2 separate regions of the Rattus norvegicus genome follow, and region 1 is linked to region 2. A link is a contact called in public Hi-C data. All regions are on one chromosome and are shown on one strand. The core of a region is the stretch at or near the end of the contact, and the rest is flanking DNA. Distances in the headings are between cores, read along the strand shown.

Region 1 (2,700 bases), core at 123-2,622, 86 kb after region 2:
CATGAGATGCATGGCTGCTACGTGGCTTTCCCCACCCCTTGCACACTAACTGAGAGACCATAAGAGACACAAAAGGGTCACCCTTTCAAGCCTCAGACCCATGCTTACTTTCCCTGTGTCGGTTTATAAACTGCCTTAAGACAGTCACTGCCTGTCAGTGTGAATCCTGAGGGACTGTTGCAATGTCATCCTACCCACACTAATCAGGACCAGCACACAGACTCTTTTTTTTTTTTTTAAATATTTTATTTATTTATTATATATTATGGTTACACTGTCGCTATCTTCAGACACACCAGAAGAGGGCATCAGACTCATTTCAGATGGTTGTGAGCCATCATGTGGTTGCTGGGATTTGAACTCAGGACCTTGGGAAGAGCAGTCGGTGCTCTTAACCACTGAGCCATCTCTCCAGCCCCAGCACACAGACTCTTAACACTAACTCTAAGACCTGAGCAGGCAGAGGCCATGCTTATGAATCAAAAGGCAGCTATGCCAGGCAAAGCTACCATGTCTGTAACCCCAGGAGAGGCAGGAAGATGTGGAGTTTGAAGCTAGCCTGGGCTAAGTAGGAAGAATTATGTGTATATGTGTGTGTGGGGGGGGTTGTGGGGGTTAGCAACTATTATAATTATTATCAATCTCAGTGTTTCACTCCAGTCCACATCAACGACTGAGGGCCTGGTCTTCAGGAGGGCTAAGGAAGAGAACCCACTGGTCAAGACTGAATTTCGTGTTACTACTGCTTCCAGTGGTTGCATCTTCCTGAACATAACTCTGCACATGACAAGCTGAAAGCAGCCTGGCTGGAATGCAAAGAGTTAAGGTAGAATCCCAGTTCTAGCCAGGCTCAGTTTCCATGGTAACAGCTCAGGATAGTGAAATCTGAAACTGAAATCCCAAGGAGCTGGTTGGCTACTAGCTGAAGACTAGGGTTCATTACTGCCAGCGCCATCTGCTGTCTGCACATCACCAGTGCAGCTGACCTACATTCAATTTCATTTGCTTGACCCAGGCACTTAGAATAGGGTAAGGTCCACTACGCCATCTGCTGGCTGGGTTATAGCCCTTATCCCAAATGTCCTTTGGACTCCACCTTGCTCCCATTACTTCTTAGACAATATAGAAAGGGTAAAGCCCTGGAGGCCCAGGGAGAACAGTGAGGAAATGATGAACACTTGGTATAAATTTTAACAGTTTTATGGGAACAAAGTTGATGGCTTAAATACAACTGAGACAAAGGCAAGAAACTACTCTCAAGGACTCTGGGAGCAAACCATGTTGGTCTTTACTGTTTCTGCTCAGCAAATTTTTAAGACTTGACAGATTCAAGAACTCCTCACTTTCAGGGGCTTATGGGCCTTACAGATCAGCTCAGGGCCATGTGCAATGTATGCTGCATTTACTGTATTTCCGCTGCCCAAAGGAGCAGTGGGGGCGGGGAATCCTCAGCAGGAAAGAAGCAGAGACAGGAAACAGAGGGCCAGTAATTGAGACCATATGCTCAAACAAAGACATGTTTCTGCTGGAGAAAGAGTGGCCAGCTTTTCACCCCCTTCTAGGAAAGTTCAATCCATTTATGATCTCAGACATGCACACAACATTCTATGAGGTAATAGGAATAGGAATTGGTGAAATAAGAGGAGAGGAGAGCTACTACAAGACGGAGGAGTCAGAGAAACATTTTGGAAACCCCAAATATTTAGCAGGAATGAGGACAGGTCAGGGAACGTTTTTTGACAGGTAGAAGAGTTAAGTGTGGCAGCAATTCCCAAATCACAAGGGTGGTAAGATATAATCCAAGAACCAGCAAAGGAGAGGAAAAGGAAAACATGTTAAAATCCAGCATCCGGAGCTTGGAGGCAGAAGGCTGCCAAAAGCCATTTGCCAAGAGCTCCGTTTAGACCCGAATACCCTGTGTTCCAGACAGAGAACCTTCCAGTGCCCTTTCCACTACTCACCTGCATTCATGTCTATGAGCTGCTCTCGCTTCTGCTGCTTCTCCAGTCGCTCTTTTTCCGCCTTTTCCTTGGCTAGTTTTGCTCTCCTCATCTTTTCTTCTGTTTCCCGGCGCTTCTGGTTCTCCTTGACTGCTTGCTGGAGAAGGGGAGGGAGACCAGATGGAGGATATGTGGAAACATGTAAATCCACCAGGAAACATTAGGAACCCCATGAAAAATAGCAGTTCATGCTTGCTCACCAAAAACATATTCCTAAAGTTGTGCAGATCCATAAAAAATTCTTCTACAGACAACTTCTTAGGGTCAAAGACGAAGTAGTCGCCTAGCTCCTTATAGAGAGTCTCCATGTTGGAGTGCATCATCCGTAGCTTGTTATACTGTTCCTGTGCATCCTTCACAAAGCTGTGCAGCCAGGAGTAAAGGAGCAAGACCAAGAAGCCGACCCACGATGGGGGTGGTGATGGCACACACCTTTAATCCCAGCAGAGGCAGATGGATCGCTGAGTGCTCGAGGCCAGTGTGGTTAACAGAGAGAGCTCCAGGACAGCCAGAGCTACACAGAGAAACCCTGTCTTGAAAAACCAACCAACCAACCAACCAACAAAACAAACAAAAAAACCAAGTAACAACAACAACAACCAAAAAGAAACAGACCCAGGTCAGAAACAAAAACAAAAGTAACAGGCCTAGGTTGGAGAACCATTCAAAGATGCACCATACACCTACACAGGGTGCACCA
Region 2 (2,700 bases), core at 165-2,664:
ACCAAAACTCAGAACTTAGAAGTATTACGATGCATTGCCACTCGAGAAATTTAAATTTTTATGCTTTGTGTTTGTGTGTGTGTGTGTGTGTGTGTGTGTGTGTGTGTGTGTGTGTGCGTGCAAGCACATCTGGTAGTCAGAGGACAACTTTGGGAGCCAGGTCTCTGTTTCTACCATTGTGGGTTCCAGAAATGGAATTTTGCCATCTGACCCCCAGAGTGAGCTTCAGTTTTACCTGGTGGTGGCCTTGGCTTTAGTCTCAGTGCTCTTTCTTTTCGTTGTGATTCTGGCCATCACCCTTCGCCTTCGGCAGTCCCAGGGTCCTGCTGGTTAGGCTTGGCAGCAAGCACCTTTACTGCCTGAGCCGTCTCTCGGTGATCCTGCTCAAATATTTTTAGCTGAGCTATACTTTTGACTTTCTGCGGTAGTTTCTTGGGAGATCAGTATCTTGATCTTTTTCTGTATTAATTATAAACTGAGAAATAATATATACAAAAAGTTTTCAAAATTATGTGATAATAATTTGGTAATAGTATTCAGATATAGCAGGGGTTCTTTTAATCTCACTTTTATGTCTTATGAGTAAGTTTTCTTCTAATCTTATTTTATGGCTACCAGAGACTGGAGGGTAGCTCAATTAGAGTTTATAATTGCACATTGGTGATAACCTAACGCTCACTGTCCAGCAGCCGTCACCAAAAAGAGCCTCTTCTCCAATATCGTTTCTATTCCCATGAAAAATGTCCAGACAATCGACTCCTAGAATCTTTTCTGCATTCTGATGTGCTTCTAAATGTATGGCCAGTAGTTCTCAGTTATTAGAATTACCCAGGAGAAGGAAAATTTATCGTATAATTCGGGTTACTAATTTTCTTTCACTAAGTCTCAATTCCAAATGTCCTTTTTGCAATACAGTACATCTGTATAATTGTGTAATGCTATCTCCAGTTCACGTTAATGCAGGTCGGAGTCTTTCCACTCACTCTAACGGGGTTAATCATCTCCATTGCTTGATTAACTGCCACGTACGAATCTGATAATGTGTACTATAAGAGTTCTCATGCTTGGTTTTCATATGATTGTGAAATTTTGTTTTCAGCATTAAATTCCAACTTGTTACAATAGTTCTTCCCTTTAGGAATTTTCAAGAAATCTATTGAAAATCTTGTCTGATTGAAAATATATGGGGGGGGACTACTGAAAATAATTCAAAGTGAATTGAAGGGCGGGGGGAATTGGGGCACCGAAATGATCTCTCAACTGCCCAGTATGGTTTCGTCTTCTGTTTCCATCTCCACATGAAAAACAGTAGGTGGAGCTATTTAAGGTTCACAGCCCAAAAATCCTCTCCCGGAGTTCACGACTGTGCAGTAATCGATTCGGACTCTGAGCGCCGCTGTTCACCCACGGGGAGGAAAAGGCAGCGAAGCCCAGCCCGCGTTGCACGAGCCTAAAGCACAATGCGGATAGATTGAGACAAAACACCTCTAGGAGCAAACTGGCCTGGAGTCCCACCTCCTAACTGTCGTGCTCCGAGCCTTCAAAAGCGGATTCTGGTTTCAGTGGTCAGAGGCAGAATTGGAAATCATCCTCAACTGACAATGATCCCCATGCAAAGGCCGGAGGACTGCAAAGGGCTGGTATTCCTGGGAGTCTTCTTCGGGATGCTGTGGGAAGCCGGATCCACCCAGATACGCTATTCCGTTCCGGAGGAGCTGGAGAAAGGATCTAGGGTGGGCAACATCTCCAAGGATCTGGGGCTGGAGCCCCGCGAGCTGGCGGAGCGAGGGGTCCGCATCGTCTCCAGAGGTAGGGCTCAACTTTTCGCTCTAAACCCTCGAAGCGGCAGCTTGGTCACCGCGGGCAAGATAGACCGGGAGGAGCTGTGTATGGGGTCCATCAAGTGTCAGTTAAATCTAGAGATTCTAATGGAAGATATAGGGAAAATATACGGAGTAGAAATAGAAGTGAGGGACATTAACGACAACGCACCCTACTTCCGTGAAAGTGAATTAGAAATAAAAATGAGTGAAAACGCCGCCGCTGGAATGCGATTCCCTCTTCCCCACGCTTGGGATCCAGATATCGGGAAGAACTCTCTTCAGAGCTACCAGCTCAGCCCGAATGCTCACTTCTCGCTCGAGGTGCAGAAGGGAGCTGATGGTAACAAGTACCCAGAATTGGTGCTGGAGAGCTCGCTGGACCGGGAGGAAAAGGCCGCTCACCTCCTAGTCCTCACCGCTTCGGACGCGGGAGACCCGGTTCGCTCCGGCACGGCGCGCATCCTTGTGACGGTCCTAGATGCAAATGACAACGCGCCAGCGTTTGCTCGGTCCGAGTACCGCGTGAATGTGCGGGAGAACGTGGCCGTGGGCACTCAGCTGCTGCTGGTCAACGCCACCGACCGGGACGAAGGATCCAATGCGGAAGTGATCTATTCCTTCCGGTATGTAGATGACAAGGCAGCTAAAGTTTTCAAGCTAGACAGTAATTTGGGAACAATATCAACAATAGGGGAGCTGAACCATGAAGAATCGGGGTTCTACGAGATGGAAGTGCAAGCAACAGATAACGCGGGATTTTCTGCACGGGCCAAGGTCCTGGTCACAGTTCTGGACGTGAACGACAATGCCCCTGAAGTAGCCATCACCTCCCTCAACAGCCCCGTTCCAGAAAACTCTCCCCGAGGGACATTAATAG

What was found. Hi-C and Micro-C count contacts between places; a contact is called where the count stands out from the background.
Region 1: a Hi-C map of prefrontal cortex shows a contact between it and region 2, with 5 times the contacts expected there. The contact joins the enhancer-like site here to the promoter of Pcdhga12 in region 2. A contact is called at or near these places in 11 of 12 Hi-C or Micro-C datasets (the A7r5 cell line, the Rat2 cell line, frontal cortex and 6 more).

The regions. Positions count from the first base shown.
Region 1 is chr18:29,928,784-29,931,483 of GRCr8, forward strand. Diaph1 (diaphanous-related formin 1) reads right to left here. Exons shown (of 28, transcript NM_001107393.3): 25 at 2,201-2,365; 26 at 1,962-2,097. Among named protein-coding and RNA genes, the nearest start is that of Pcdhgc5, 32 kb to the left of the region's middle. Within about 2 kb of position 1,373, at least 16 of the 93 cell types and tissues checked have an H3K27ac peak or open chromatin away from gene starts, as enhancers often do. A contact at or near this core is called in prefrontal cortex, where this site is marked.
Region 2 is chr18:29,842,483-29,845,182 of GRCr8, forward strand. Pcdhga12 (protocadherin gamma subfamily A, 12) reads left to right here and starts at 1,415. Exons shown (of 4, transcript NM_001037337.1): 1 at 1,415-2,700. The coding sequence starts at 1,602. All of the region lies in intron 1 of Pcdhga1 (protocadherin gamma subfamily A, 1), which reads left to right. All of the region lies in intron 1 of Pcdhga2 (protocadherin gamma subfamily A, 2), which reads left to right. The region is part of intron 1 of Pcdhga3 (protocadherin gamma subfamily A, 3); the gene reads left to right. It also overlaps Pcdhga5, Pcdhga7, Pcdhga8, Pcdhga9, Pcdhga10 and Pcdhgb7, and 2 more genes.